Linked DNA regions of Mus musculus: region 2 is linked to region 1. Evidence: chromatin contacts called from public ChIA-PET data. All regions are on one chromosome and are shown on one strand. The core of a region is the stretch at or near the end of the contact, and the rest is flanking DNA. Distances in the headings are between cores, read along the strand shown. Region 1 has its middle 20 kb from the start of Gm40746. Region 2 overlaps Gm33843 (a long non-coding RNA gene).

Region 1 (7,735 bases), core at 3,523-6,022:
TTTTTTGCTTTAGTTGAATACCCTCCCGATGGGGCGTTTTCATTGGACAAAATAAGGCCCAAATGCTGCATAATATCCCTTCCCCAGAGGTTAACCGGGAGTGAGAGCACATAAGGTATGAATTTCCCTTGCTGTCCTTCAGAGGATTCCCACGTCAAGGCAACGGAGCTTATAGTGGGACATGATTGATAACCTAGGCCCTGTAATGAATGAGATGACTCTGTGGTGGGCCATGCTTTGGGCCACCAATGTGTAGAGATTATACTTTTATCTGCTCCGGTATCAAGGATGCCTTCAAACTCTTTTCCATTAATCTTAAGGCGGAGCTTAGGTCTATCATTTAAAGATACAACCAAATAGGCAGAATCATTTCCTGAGGAGCCCATCTTCTTTATCTCAGGTCCTGCAGATTTTTCTCTGGTATTATCAGGGAGGAGCAGCAGCTGAGCTATCCTATCTCCTTTACTAATAGAAAAAACGCCTTTAGGGCTTGAGCACAGGACCTGTATTTCAGGGGAATGTTGACAATCCATAACTCCAGGGTGGACTACTAAGCCCTGTAAGGTGAGTGAACCCCGGCCGAGAATAAGGCCCATGGTTCCCGGGGGCAAGGATGGTATAGGCTCCACCGGCACCGGCTGAATACTCATTTGAGGCATTAGTAGGAAGTCGGAGGCGGCACGCAGGTCCACCCTTGTGGGTCTTCCTGGGTCGCCTCTCTGACTGCTTCCTGGGTCCTGACAAACCGGTTCCCATATCTTTGAGGGCCCTGGGACCGAGGGCCCGATGACCCGTTTTTTGGCACATAAGCTGATTGACTATCAGGTGGGGGAAGGACTCTGCCCTTTATATCCCTCACAGAGCGACACTGGTCAGCTCTATGATAACCCTTGCCACACTTAGAGCAAAGAGTGAGAGTCCCTCCCTGTTTATCTGGAGCTCTGCAATCTTTCTTAAAATGCCCAGGCTTTCCGCAGTTAAAACATGTCCTCTGATTATTTCTGCCCATGGAGCGGTTTTGGGATTGAAGGATGGCAGCCGCTAAACCTGCATTGCTGAGAGGTCCCCCAAGCTCTCGACAGACCCTGAGCCAGTCTTGTAAGCCTTTGTTCTTTCTTGGGGCTATGGCCGCTCGGCACTCCTTTGTGGCTTGCTCATAGATTAGCTGTTCTATCAGAGGCGCAGCTTGCTCTGACTCTCCAAAAATACGCTCTGCTGCCTCTGTCATTCTGGCCACAAAATCTGAGAAGGATTCCTGAGGTCCCTGGATTATCTTTGTTAACTGCCCAGTGGTTTCACCTGCTCGAGAGAGCGCCTTCCAGGCCCTAATAGCCGTGGAAGAAATCTGGGCATAAGCTCCCCAATGGTAGTTTGTCTGATCAGCAGAATAAGCTCCCTGACCCGTTAACAAGTCAAAAGTCCAATCTCTCTGCTCTGGAGTCAAAGCAGCTGCGTTTGCTCGGGCCTGCGCTTGTGCAGCTTCGTGCCAAAGCGCTCTCCATTCCATATATTTGCCCATACTAGGGAGAGCGGCTTTTACAACCGTTTGCCAGTCAGCAGGAGTTAGTGCCATGCCGGCGAGCCTGTCTAACTGCACCAAGGTAAAATTAGCATTGGTTCCGTATTTACGGACCGACTCGGCAATTTCTTTAATTTGTAAGTATTCTACCGGAGCGTGGACACGCCCACCCTCGGCTCCTTCAAAGACTGGAAATGCCTGTTGTATTTTCCTTTGTTCCTCTCTGGGAATGAATGAGTCTGCGCACTGCCTCTCTGCGCACTGCCTCTCTGCGCACTGCCTCTCTGCGCATCTCTCTGCGCACTGCCTCTCTGCGCATCTCTCTGCGCATTGCCTCTCTGCGCATCTCTCTGCGCATTGCCTCTCTGCGCATTGCTGACGCACTACGCAGGGCGGGGGCTCCGCATAGGGCGGACCTTGAAACCGACTGCCGGGAGGTTGAACAGTACGCTGGCTTTCGCCAGCCGCTTTTGGCTTTTTTCTTGACCAATTAGCTGGCTGGTAATGGGCTGCTTCTTCCTCCCAGTCTGTTTCCTCAGAGGAGAATTCTTCATCTGCTTCAGAACTACTAAGAGCTGGCTTCCTGAGCTCATCTAGTGACGAGTATCTCCTAGAGACCTCCGCTAGTCGATCTTTTTTCTTTTCTTTTTTCTTTTCCTTCCTTCTAATCTCTCCCCAGGTATTCTTACCTGACCTAAACTTTTCCTCGGGTTCAAGACCCTTGGAAAGGCCTGTATACTTATTTTGTGTACCATATTTTCTCTTTGCTCCTACTCTCTCTCCCCGCTTTACTTCTGATAGCTTGTCCTGAATTTCCTCTAGAATTTTCCCTGCCTTAACCACTTGATAACATGTGAAAAGGAACAAAAGGGCTTCTAACACTAGAAAAAATTCAAGGCCAAACATATTCCACTTTACTTCTGATAGACTGTCTTGAATTTCCTTAGAAAGTTCAAGATCAGACTTACCTCGTAAAGCTGTACTCACTGGTACTCTCGTTCCCCAGCTGAAAAGTTCTGAATTCATACAGTTGAATCCTTCTTAACAGTCTGCTTTACGGGAACCTTTATTACCGCGACCCGCAGTTCTGGTTCTGGAATGAGGGATCTTCCTTGCGCCAGTCCCGAGTTTTTTCTCGTCCCGGAATTCGGCACCAATTGTTATTAGACGCGTTCTCACGCCCGGCCAGGAAGAACACCACAGACCAGAATCTTCTGCGGCAAAGCTTTATTGCTTACATCTTCAGGAGCCAGAGTGCAAGAAGCAAGAGAGCAAGAAGCAAGAGAGAGAGAAAACGAAACCCCGTCCCTATTAAGGAGAATTCTCCTTCGCCTAGGACGTGTCACTCCCTGATTGGCTGCAGCCCATCGGCCGAGTTGACGTCACGGGGAAGGCAGAGCACATGGAGTAGAGAACCACCCTCGGCATATGCGCAGATTATTTGTTTACCACTTAGAACACAGCTGTCAGCGCCATCTTGTAACGGCGAATGTGGGCGCGGCTCCCAACACTAAACTTTAATTGTTAAGATATAGCTAGTTCCTGCTAAACATCCCTGACCACTCAACTGTAGAAGTGGCCACTCCCCACCCCCACCCCCACCCCAACACCTCTCTGAGACCTCACATGGCTACTTGGTTCTTCTCCCTCCAAAGTATAGCCAACTCTCCTCTCTTGCATACTGGCCTCATATATGGACTGATTAGAGGGAACATAGCATCCGGAGACCTAGAGCTTAGGGAGAAGATGACCTCAACTCTTTCAAGGCACCTTCTCAAGAACTGGTCCCTTTGGGTCTTGTAGAAAACTAATATACAAAAACTCCTCTCTTGCCAGGACCACTGTAATGTCAAGCAGCCCGCCTCTCTGACCCAGAACTAATGCAGTGTATGGAAGACCACCTCTCTCACCAAAACCACTAGAATGGATGGCAGAACATATGGTGGCATAATGCACGTACAGGTACCAAACAAATGTGTTACCACTCAATGCCATTACCACTCAGGGCAAAGAATACAACATGGGAAACACCCCCAGAAACTGTTGGAGTGTCTTTTTCTCTGGAGATAGTCCTTGTCCAGATTGTTTGGGGATGAATTCTCTCTCTCTCTCTCTCTCTCTCTCTCTCTCTATATATATATATATATATATATATATATATATATATATACATATATATATATACACACATACATATATATACATACATATACATATACATATACATATACATATACATATACATATATATATATATATATATTGTGTGTGTGTGTGTGTGTGTGTTCGTGTGTGTTGATACCTTATTAATAAATACCAGAGTTTGTTTAGGCTTACTTCTTATGCATTTTATTCCATTCCACAAAAGAAGACTCTACAACCAAACTGCGGAGCATGGAAAAGCAGTGAATCCAAGTGTCTCAATGCCTTTTTCCCCCCTTGCTGGCTGTATGGATTTCCGAAGCATGTGTGTTCTTTCCTTATTGTGCAGATAACAGCATCTACCCCTAGTGTTCTTTATGGGGGTGAGAGGTAAGACACCTCACACATTTATTGTCAGGTGGGCAAGCTCGGGAACTTCCTGCTAGAGAGGCTGCCTAGAGGTGTATGTGAGTGAGGTCTTCCTTTGCTAGTTCTGATGCCCAGTGATGCTTCTGTCAGTTCCACCCACCTCTGAGATGACTGAGTTCTACGGTATGCAATGTAACCAGTTCAGGCGCGCTCGTGCATGCGTGCGTGCGTGCGTGCGTGCGTGCGTGCGTGTGTGTGTGTGTGTGTGTGTGTGTGAAGGGGTTAAACATTTGGCAGACAGCAGTCATGAAGTAAATGCCAGAGACTGAATAAAGGACTTATTTCCCTTGCTTGCTGCTCGTAGAGCATGTCATCTGCTAGCAGGGGTGACACACGTGACAGGCATCAGAATGTGGGTCCTGTAAGAAGGCGGATGGCACACTGGGTAAGAATTCTAGGAGCACAGCTCATTGAGCAGTAGGACGCTTGCCCACTGAAGGCAGGAGCCTAAGTCTATTCTCAAGAACTGTAATCAAAAATGTTCCAATCCGACTCTCGACTTCCTGAGGGGGATGTCGATCGACTTCTCCTTCGGTTCCCCTGTCTGTAAAACGAAGACAAACAGTTTCTACCTCCGAGAAATGAGAGTAAACGAAGGCAGCTTGCTTAGAACAGAGCCCAGGGCGTGGTGCGGACGTCGGCTGTTATTGCTGTTGCTGAGAAAGAGGAAAGATAAAAGGCAGGGTGACTGTTGACAGGAAACTGGGCTTCCCGGGAGAGCGTTCATCTGTGCAGTGCTCTGAGGCCACGGTGCCTTTGTGGTGGATTGCTTCTTCACTGGGGCCATTCCCAGCAGCTGCCACCTCTTCGGAGTCACCTCCCTGCCTTCAGCACCTGCGCATCTAACCCTCACATCACCTTTAGATGCTGTTTTTCTCCGTCAAGGCTTTGAGTAGTCCGTCTAACACGGTTAGACACTCAATGTGGATTTGAAGCGCTGCATACCTTTAGCAGATTGAGGGCCACAGGCACAGGTGCAAAGGGTGTCATTTCAGATGAGGAACAGATAGACATGTAGGACGAATCAACGAATAGAGGTGTAGGTGTGGCGTAGGTTTCCCGAAGTTCATCCCAGCAATGGACTAAAAGAAGTTTTCTTTTCTCTCTCTCTCTCTCTCTCTCTCTCTCTCTCTCTCTCTCTCTCTCTCTCTCTCCCCCCCTCTCTCTCTCTCTCTCTCTCTCTCTCTCTCTCTCTCTCTTTCTTTCTTTTTTTTGACAATATGTGCGCGTCAGCTTTCTCTCTTCAGAGGCTAACCCTCACTGTGACGTTAAGGTGGCTTACACTTAGCTGATGATTGAGCAGAGCAAGCCTGGCTCCTGGGGCCCATCTGGGAGCAGGCCAGTCCTGTTCATCACTAAGTCCTGCCTTCCCTCTGGGTGGCCTGGATGAAGGCAGAGTGGTGGCTTCTGAACGGAACCTTCAGTAGGCACAGGGGACCTGAAGTCAGTGCCTGAGACCCGGCCTGGCAGCCAGATGCTCTCCCAGAGCTGAGTCTCACAGTGTGGCCGGAACAGTGATTCCTCATATAGTTTGGATGTTAACCCTTTGCTCACTAAATGGTTGGCAAATACCTTCTGAGTGTACTGTTGTCAAAATGTCTCCCTTGCCTATCATTAAATTAAGAACAAATTCTCAAATTCTAGAGTTGTAAGTGTTTTGAAACCAACCAACCAACCAACCAACCAAACAAAAAACCTTCTTCGGAAACTGCTTCTTGCAGGCTTGCATATTTTATTTTGCTTTTAAAAGATTGTTCTTCTTAAATTATTTTTATGTATGTGCATGTATTTGTATACTGTGTTTAACCAGTGTATACCAGTGCCTGAAGAGACTGGGTAAGGGTGTCAGAACCCTTAAAGGTGGAATTATAGGTTGCCCTTCATGGGATCTAGGAACTGAATGGGTCCTCTGGAAGAGCAGTTATCCCTTTTAACTGCTAATATACCTTGCCAGCCCCTCCAACCTTTATTTTGAGAAAAAAAGACAATGATTCGAAATGTCACCAACAAAGACGGTAAATGTTAAGCCATGTATCAAAGGAGACCCCCAGGAAAGTGTTTCAAACACTAGTGGATTGGAAAGCTGGGTTGCTCTGTTTGTCTCCTATTAGGTCACTTGTGCAATAATATTTTTTTTCTTTCAAAGAAACATGAGAAATTAGCTTCACTGGGATAGTACCTCATGGGCTCAAATTCTATTTATAAAGCCCTCCTCTGCCAGAGTTCAAAGGGCTTAGTGGATGGCTTCTAACAAACTTACAAAATCCATAAACAGTGGGTTTGGTGACTGTAGAAGACTTGGAGGGCAAGAGTCATTGCTGTGTTCCTGGTTTCTACAACAGTCACATGTCACCCCTCCCAGGCCAGCACATCCCTGCAGTGGCTGGGAACAAACTTTGTGTTTCCTAAGACCAAAGCTGCTTGTCCCCTTGATGGCTGCATCACATTTCACCAAGGATATCTCCCCCATCCATTCTATTTACTTGAACAAGTTTTCAACTAATTTCAGCTCATTTTCCCCCTTATTTGTCAACTAGCTGTATGGGTAAATGGTACCAGCAATCTATGTATTGAATAAGACATGTTCAAACTTAAACATCAAAAAAGAATATAGATGTTGGTTTTCACTGGGAAAAACTTTTGTTGTAGTCTGAAAATTTATACATGGAGTATATTGCAAATTGATTTTTAGGATTTATTTTTAGGTCAATATTGTCTGAATCTATATTCATCAATGTTATAAGGATAGGAGAAAATTCAGTTGTAGAGAAATTTGGGTGGCTTCCATATATATTGGGACACTTTAAACACTGACATTTTTAATAGTAGCACAATGAGTCAGTTTTATTTCTGCTTGGTTTGAAGGTTTTATCCCCCAGAAGACCTCTGTTGGGAAGTGAGTTCCTGAGTGAGCCATGGTGGGCTGTAGGGCTAAGGAGGAGATGCTGGGTACCTTAATGGAGCCCTCAGGGATAGATTAATGCAGTTATCATGGGAGTAGGTTAGTTGTCGCCATAGAAAGCTGCTACTACCAAGGGAGTTTACCTTTTCCATGCTTCAGTTCTCTCTCACATACCTGCTTACCTTTCCATCACATGCAGCTGCCCTGATTTGGACTTCCCAGCCTCTAAAGATAATCATGTCCGAGGCTTCTGTGGGTACCATGGCTAACAGAGCATCTTTCTTTGGGAGGCCAGAAGGTAGTTCAGTTCAAAAGCACTGCATAGCTGGTGTTGGTTCAGACTTCAGGACTCTAACCTTGAATAGTTTATTTTAGGCATATTAAGCACAGCCCAATTACCTTTCCTGGTGATAATAACTCAGTTCCATGTGTACAGTAAGGCTTCAGATGTAACTGCCCTGAGATTCTCTGTGCAGTCCATGTGACACTTTCCATAAGGAAGTGTTCTATGGCTTGACTGAAAAACAAGACAGAACAAAACAAAACAAAACAAAACAACAACCAAAACCAAACTCATGATAAGGGTCTGGAGGAGGATCTACTGTGGTCTTGGCCACACAGATAGCGAAAAGATCACCAGGCTAATAACCACATCTGCTCTCTGCCTTCTGGGCAGATAACGGGGTATGTGTCTCTTCGCTTGACGGGAAAAAACTGTGTGTCTAACATTTCTGGTTCCCCTG
Region 2 (7,735 bases), core at 3,609-6,108, 380 kb after region 1:
TCACCCTGAAACACTTAAGGCGATTATTTCAACCCAGCATCCCCCTGTACATGGGAAATGAAGCCAATCAATTCTGCTTTCTTTTTCATTGTTGTGGGTTTAATGCAATACCGTCTGAGAGCATGAAGGCTGGCACCTGCCTCCATTGCTCCCTGATATAAAATCAGGACGAAGGGCAGGCATCAGGTTCAACAATAGAGATTATATGAAGTTAACTGGTTTGCAAAGAATCCTGAGGAATTAAAGCTCTCAGTCTGTGCAAACATGGAAAGCGTGGGGTTTCTCCTCTGCTTAGGATTAACGTGCAAATGTCACCTAACACTGGTTACCCTGAGAAACAAGGTCACATGGGTTTCTGCTAGCGACTTCTTGAACCTTTTAAAAAAGATGGAATAAATAAAAACATCCATTTCCTAGATAATTGTGTCAAGGGTACTGTGAATAGAGAGGTTAGCAAAATGGGTTACCACCGTGGTGTCCATAGCCTGGTAAGAAAAGGGGGTCTTTCAAGGGTGGAAAGGCACATGGAAAATAATCACAGAATTGCAAGCTGTGATAAAACTAATCGAACAAAAAAGCTCTCAGAGAGTGCATTAGAAGCCCCAGGCTTATATGTTTCTACTTTCTCTATTAGACTGCAAGATTCTTGAAGCAAGCAAATGATTCTCTAAAATTAAAACCATCAAGCCAGGGAATGTTGGTACATGTCTGTAACTGCAGTGCTCACAAGACTGAGAAAGGAGAATTGTAAGTTCCAGGCCAACCTGAACTGGCCACATAAGGAGACTATCTCAAAACAGAAACAAAACCAAGAAAAAGAATATAACTTTAATTGACAAAGGTTGATTTTTATATCTGAAAATAGCTAGTAGAGACAGTGCCGAATCATCTTACCACAAAGAAATATCAGAGGTAAGAGAATTGCCAATCAACATAATTTTATATACATAAGTGTAAAGTGGGTGTGGGTGTGCATGTGTGTGTTATGTGTTTTGTGCTCTGTGTTAACATGTTGTATAGCCAAACATAGTGACTCACACCTATAATTTGAGCTATGAAGATGCTGAGCAAGGAAGACTGTTGCAAATTCTAAGACAACCTGGAATATATAACCAGACACTGTTTTAAAACACACACATACATAACGTGTGAGCACACGCGCACATTGCACACACACAAGAAATGTCGCAGTGTATGTTGTAAATGTATGCAATTATCCTGTCCATTAAAAATGCAAGCATATCTTAAAACATATTTCATACATCTTTGTTTTTCATGGTACACAGCTCACTGTAGTTCTTTGTTGACTGACCGAGGAATAAAAGTACAACTGCTGGAATTACTTATATGATTTTCATAAAAGTCACAGGAGTTCTGTCGGCCAGCACTAGTCTCCTGATTTTATTGATAAAAAAACTTGAGGGGGCAGTTATTAAGTGATTTGTTCAGATTCCCTTGAGTCAAAAGATTCTGGTACCAAGATCTGTGTGTCTATATGTGTGTGTATGTGTGTGTGTGTGTCTATGTGTGTGTGTATGTGTTTGTGTGTATGTGTTTGTGTGTGTCTCTGTGTGTGTGTGTGTGTGTGTGTGTGTGTGTGTGTGTGTGTATGTGTGAATGTTTGTCATATATGAGCATGTTCCTGTGGATATGCATGTATGCATGTGTCAGTTATGCTTGGGGTGGCATAGTGTCTTCCTGAATCACTCTTTCCCCTAACTCTTTTTGCTACTTTTGTTAATGAGCCATGCAGAATAAAAGTGTGAACTAGTTGCGAACTGTTAACTGCAATTGGAGAATGATTTAGTTTTTTCATCTAGTCTAGTAGAAAACTCGAGTGATGACGTGTACTAATAAAGCCACAGTGACAGCTAATGCATCCAACCTTACCGGGAGAGGCATCAGAGTAGGTTTCAAGTTTTGAGAATTTCATATATGAATGCTGTATTTAAATCATTTCAGGCCTGTTGTGTTCCCCAAACCCCTTCCCAAATTCATGACCTCTTATTCTTTAATTAGTACTGTTACATAGATAGATAGATAGATAGATAGATAGATAGATAGATAGATAGATAGATAGATAGATAGATAGATAGATAGATAGACAGACAGACATACATACAGACAGGTGGATGGATGGATACATACATACATACATACATACATACATACATACATACATACATAGAGATAGATGATAGATAGATAGATAGATAGATAGATAGATAGATAGATAGATAGATAGATAGATAGATAGATTGGAAGAAATAGATGATAGATACATAGATACATAGATAGATAGATGATAGAAATTTGTCATTTAGCATTGCTCATATGTATATGTGTTTAAGGCTGACATGTAAAGAGTGGATCACTGATCAGGGGCTCATTTCTGAAGCTGGCTGTTCCCTCTCTCAACTGTCATTCATTGCTTTTAGATTTTCACCTAGGGTGGGGCCTTATGAGATTTCTCCCACATCTGTGTCAGCATGTCACCTGCATGTCTTATTAGGTGACTGCATTGTTAAGGTTTCATGGGCACAGTTTCCCTGTTGTATATAGAAGACACGATCTTACAGCAGATGCCCTGGGCCTCGGGTTCTTACAACGTTTACGCCCCCTCTTCTTCGATGTTCTCTAAGCCGTTAGTGTAGAACTTATTAACCTCAAATCGCAGGAAGGTCAAACACTGGCAGAACTGACTTTTAAAAGATGTTTTGTTTTGTTTTGTTTTGTTTTGTTTTGTTTTGTTTCGTTTTTTGAGACAGGGTCTTGCTATATAGCCTTAGTTGTCCTGAAACTCACTATTTAGAGCACGGTGACCTCCAACTCACAGAAATCCATCCACCTGCCTCTGCCTCCTAAGTACTGCAATTAAGCACATTGCTGCCACACCCAACTAGAAAGCCTTTTTTTTCCCCCTGGTGCTGGGGTTAGAATCCAGGAACGTATGTATGTCAGGCAGGTGAGCGGTGGAAGCTGACCATTGACCAGACCTTAGCTGCACTTGCTCATGTTACCATTCATACTGCTTTGTTTACCAGGACTCAGTGTCACTAGCATCTAGGAATATCCTCTGAACAATGATATTAGATGTATTTCTGGAGCTGCTGAGACCACTGACTGGTAGAGTGTTTGCTTAGCATGTTCAGTTAGGTTAGAAAGAACAAAAGCAGATTTATTATCAAAATACACATTATTTTTAAGCTAAGGCCTTATGCATCCCAGGCTGCCCTTAAACTTGTGTTCCTCTGATTCTACCTCCCAGGAGCAGGCATGCATCACCATAGCCAATTTATGTAGTGTTAGAGATGGGACACAAAGCTTGGTGCCTGCCTAGCATGCCATTTGTTTGATTGATTTTGTTTGTTTGTTTTGTTGTTTTCTGTTTGGTTTGGTTTAGTTTTCGCCTAAATCAGCAAAAACAAAACAAAGGATGCACTGTAATACTATTCTGACTATATAAAGAGTTAAAAGCTAGCATGGGCTATATAAAACCTGCCTCAAAAAGGAATTTATTGCTTTGGTAATAAATCTCTCTCTCTCTCTCTCTCTCTCTCTCTCTCTCTCTCTCTCTCTCTCTCTCTCTCTCCCTCCCTCCCTCTCTCTCTCTCTCTCTCTCTCTCTCTCTCTCTCTCACACACACACACACACACACACACACACACACACACATATTTCTCTTTATGAAAGTGTTGATGACCAGATAAAACAAAGCTTACCTTGATTAATCATGGTGTTAGGGATGCAATCTACTGCTCATGGTGTGCTTCTATGTCAATATGTATGTTGCCTGCCATCAAACAAAATTAAGATGGTAAAAAAAAATAAAACGTCAACACTAGCCAAACCCACATGATTCTAAAAGCCAGAAAACCCAAACCACACTGACTTAAGCCCAAAAGAATCTAGTGGCAAAAAGAACTAACATTCAAATATAGATGCTATATAACATAACTGAAGCCACGGGCCCAGAGATGACCACAAGGTCTGGCTTGCCCTGTCTTCACCTCTCGGTTGAGATTGCCTTCTCTGGGGCTGGTTGTATTCTGGGGTACTCTGTCGCATGGAGCCAACAGCAGCTACACTCTAACTTTTCTATCTCTTCCAATAAGTTACCAATTTCAGCATAGTGATGCTGGCAGAGATAATTCTGTGGGCCTTGACAGAACACCTGCATCCTACATGTGCTCCTTCTGAGCCAAGGACTGTACAACTGAACAGGGTGACAAGGACTGATCCAATGCAAACAATATGGACTGAGAACAGAAACACTCAAGGAAATAACAGGGAAATGCTCCCTGATGGGGAGATGGTTCAGTTGCTAAAGCCCTTGCCACACATCCTTGAGAGATAAAGTTCAGATCACCATAATCCATATAAAAAGCCTGGTGGGAATGGCAGGCCCTCTGTAAACATGAGAGAGAAAAAGGAATGGGGGACAGAGTGAAAAATCCCCAGCATTCAATCATTAGCCAGACTATCTGAAATGGTAAACTGAGTTCAGCAGGTGACCCTACCTCAACATATAAGGATGAGGTGTGACCTAGGAAGATACTTGACCACAACCTCAGACCTACACATACTCAAACACATGCATTCATGGGTGTGCACCTGTACACACACATTCACCACACACAAACACATACACACCCATGCATGCACACTACACGCCTACATTAAAATTGTTTTTGTTGGGGTTGTTTCATCAAACACAGGAGAAATATCCTTTAGGCAACTGAAGACTATAGATATCTACAGAAACCACTGTATATATTTGAGGTGTGACTCTGTAGTACACTAGCTTACTGTACTAGAGTCCTTGTCTCAAAAAAAAAAAAAAAAAGTGTAGGGGCAGGAAGATGTGGAGGGTGGGGTGGTGGTAAAGGGCTGCTATGAAAGTCTGGCATCCTCCGCTGAGCCCTACAAGTCATGTAAAAGTGGAAAAAAAGAACTGATCCCACAAAGCTGTTCCCTGAGCCCCACTTGTGTATTCTGGCTTGTGTATGCTCAGACATATATGTGTAAATACACACACACACATATATATATACATATATACACACACATATACATATATATATACCAGACTCGGGCCAATTCAGTGCTTAGGGGGAGCCTGCTTTCTTAAGTAGAATCTAACACATGGCTGCTGCATCCTGCTGTGTGTTTGAGAAAAATGTGATTATTATGTCCTTTTGTTTGCCTTTTAAACCTGCTTTTTTCATTTCTCTCCCCCCCCCCCCGCCCTCCACAGCAAAGACAAACTCTAGCCCAGAAACCAAATAAGAAACTGTTTACATGGTTGGAGAATGTATTTATAGGAGCCTAGACTGGGTGGTGGGTCCTGGAAAAGCATTGCCCGGAGTCCTGGGGAGACACAACAGCCCTTTTCAGCTGTATGAAATGAGAGGTTTTCATCCCCCCCCCCCCAGGAAACTTGTTAAGTCTGGTCTGCAGATGGCTGACATTTAGGTCCTGTCTTATATTTGCTGGAGACTTCCTAGATGAAATCTTGAGGTTAAATGTATAAATAATATGAAAGGAAGTAAATGTTTGAGGTTAATGTTTGAAGAAAGGCCAGGGAGGGGACTTTTTGCTAAAACTTTTTGAAAAGCTATTTAGCTTCCTGCAGATTGGTTTAGTAACCCCAGGTAAGGGACTTTTGCTAACTAAGTTTTCTCGGATTTTATGTGACTGTGAAAATGTTGCTTCTAATCAAAAGCAGAGAGACCTCAAGCTGTTTGATTGGCTGCCCTATTTCACTGGTGCTGGTCATATCTTGTGCTGTGCAGTATGACCACGCAAACCAAGGTATTTGGAAAAATCGAAACCATAGGAAAAAAGAGCCCTCCGTGGTAGCATTTAGAGATTGAAAACTGGCAAATCCGCTCATGGCGGTACGCTAACTGACTACCAGGAAATTTTAGAGACGGTTGCTTCCATGGGACTAACAATAAGTGCATTGCAGAGTCCCTACGATGCTGTTTTCTCAAATCTCAGCTTTACTATTCTATCAGTCATCTGTTGGGAATGTGTGCATGTAAAAACAGGAACTCGGGGAAAATGGCAAGAAGTTTTCTCATAACAGAACTACTTCTTGAGTTGATATGAAGCTACAGACTGTAGGTAAGCTTTGGTTATAAACAATAGCGAGAGGAGGAGAAAAAAAAAAAAAGAGGATGGGCTGGAGAGTTGGTACCATGGTTAAAAGCATGCTCCTCTTATAGAGGGTACAAGTTCAGTTTCCAGCACTGTATAGGGTGGCTCACAAGTGCCTGTGAATCCCCAGGGTATCTGATGCCTCTGGTATCTGTGACACCTGCATTCATACACACATACACACACAGACACACACACACACACAGAGAGAGAGAGAGAGAGCGCACACACAGAGAGAGAGAGAGAGAGAGAGAGAGAGAGAGCGCACACACACACACACACAGAGAGAGAGAGAGAGAGATGCATGCACACACTCATGTAAAAATGAATCTTGGGCTGGAGAGATGGCTCAGTGGTTAAGAGAACCGACTGCTCTTCCGAAGGTCCTGAGTTCAAATCCCAGCAACCACATGGTGGCTCACAACCACCCGTAATGAGATCTGACACCCTCTTCTGGTGCATCTGAAGACAGCTACAGTGTACTCACATATAATAAAATAAATAAATCTTTAAAAAATAATAATAATAAATCTTAAGAGTCTTGACTATTTTAGACCTAAATTAACCTCAGGAGCTGGGAAGATGGCTCAGTGTGTATGAGAATTTACTGTACAAACATGAGGACCTGAATTCAAAACTCCAGAACCCATGTGAGGAGCTGTTGACTATGGTGTGGTTACACCTATATTCCGTGAGGCGGAAGAGACATGAGGATCACTAGGGTTTGCTGGATACCAAACAACTCCAGTTGCAGAAAGAAACCCTGGCTCAAGAAAATAAGGCAGAGGGGATAGAACAGAACAGCTGGCATCCTCTGGCCTCCACATGCACCCAGCACACACAGGTACATACATCAGACATAAACCACATAGTCGCTCTGTCTATCACATGTGTGTGAGCACACACACAAACAGAAACTAGGACCTATCGCACAGTTATCTGGGTTATTTCCTGACACAGTAACCCCTTGTCCGCAGTTTCAGTTTACATTCTGTGCTGTTTTCTGCATGGCTGGCTCTCTCGGAACCCACGTGAGATTGTTTCTTGGCCACCAGTTGAGATGGGCTGTGAAAATATCACGGTAGTTATGTTCAAGTAACCCTTGCTTTGCTTAAGTCCCTCAAGCACAAGAGGAGTGTTGCTGGCTACTAGGATGTGCCAAAGAGAAGCCATACACTACTTCCTTTAACTCAAACGGAGACTCGGTAAGAGTTCCATATGACTTGAGGTTTCAAACAGCCACTGGGAAGGTCTGGGACATATCCCCTAATGGTGAGGGGGACCGTGATTATGAAGAACAGAGATATGTCGATGCAATGGATCTTCAAGCATGTCGCTTACATGATTTGAATCACTAAGATGATGACGCTAGAGCAGTAAATGTCTATGATGTGCATATAGATCAGTGACGGTCTTTAGGAATCCTTAGCACTTATTAAACACATCATGAGAGGTTTGAGGATTTACACAGGACACAGAAGAACAAGCATAAAGTGGCAGCTTTGATTATGCAGGAAGGATATGGTCTGACATTTCAGGCCAGCAGAAGCCATATACATGAATCAGCGTATGA

What was found. ChIA-PET counts read pairs in DNA pulled down with a chosen protein or histone mark.
Region 2: a contact with region 1 is called in an RNA polymerase II ChIA-PET map of memory CD8 T cells, with 6 times the contacts expected there. The contact joins two enhancer-like sites. A contact is called at or near these places in 2 of 15 datasets of contacts at CTCF or cohesin (CD8 T cells and large pre-B cells), 3 of 484 Hi-C or Micro-C datasets (CD4 T cells, bone marrow-derived macrophages and embryonic stem cells) and 4 of 115 datasets of contacts at active chromatin or transcription factors (CD8 T cells, bone marrow-derived dendritic cells, memory CD8 T cells and 1 more).

What each region holds. Positions count from the first base shown.
Region 1 is chr10:96,196,674-96,204,408 of GRCm38.p6, forward strand. No RefSeq gene overlaps it. Among named protein-coding and RNA genes, the nearest start is that of Gm40746, 20 kb to the left of the region's middle. Within about 2 kb of position 4,773, at least 87 of the 459 cell types and tissues checked have an H3K27ac peak or open chromatin away from gene starts, as enhancers often do. A contact at or near this core is called in CD8 T cells, memory CD8 T cells and regulatory T cells, where this site is marked.
Region 2 is chr10:96,581,348-96,589,082 of GRCm38.p6, forward strand. Gm33843 (a long non-coding RNA gene) reads right to left here. Exons shown (of 4, transcript XR_380712.2): 3 at 3,723-3,793. Among named protein-coding and RNA genes, the nearest start is that of Gm33843, 14 kb to the right of the region's middle. Within about 2 kb of position 4,859, at least 36 of the 459 cell types and tissues checked have an H3K27ac peak or open chromatin away from gene starts, as enhancers often do. A contact at or near this core is called in CD8 T cells, memory CD8 T cells and regulatory T cells, where this site is marked.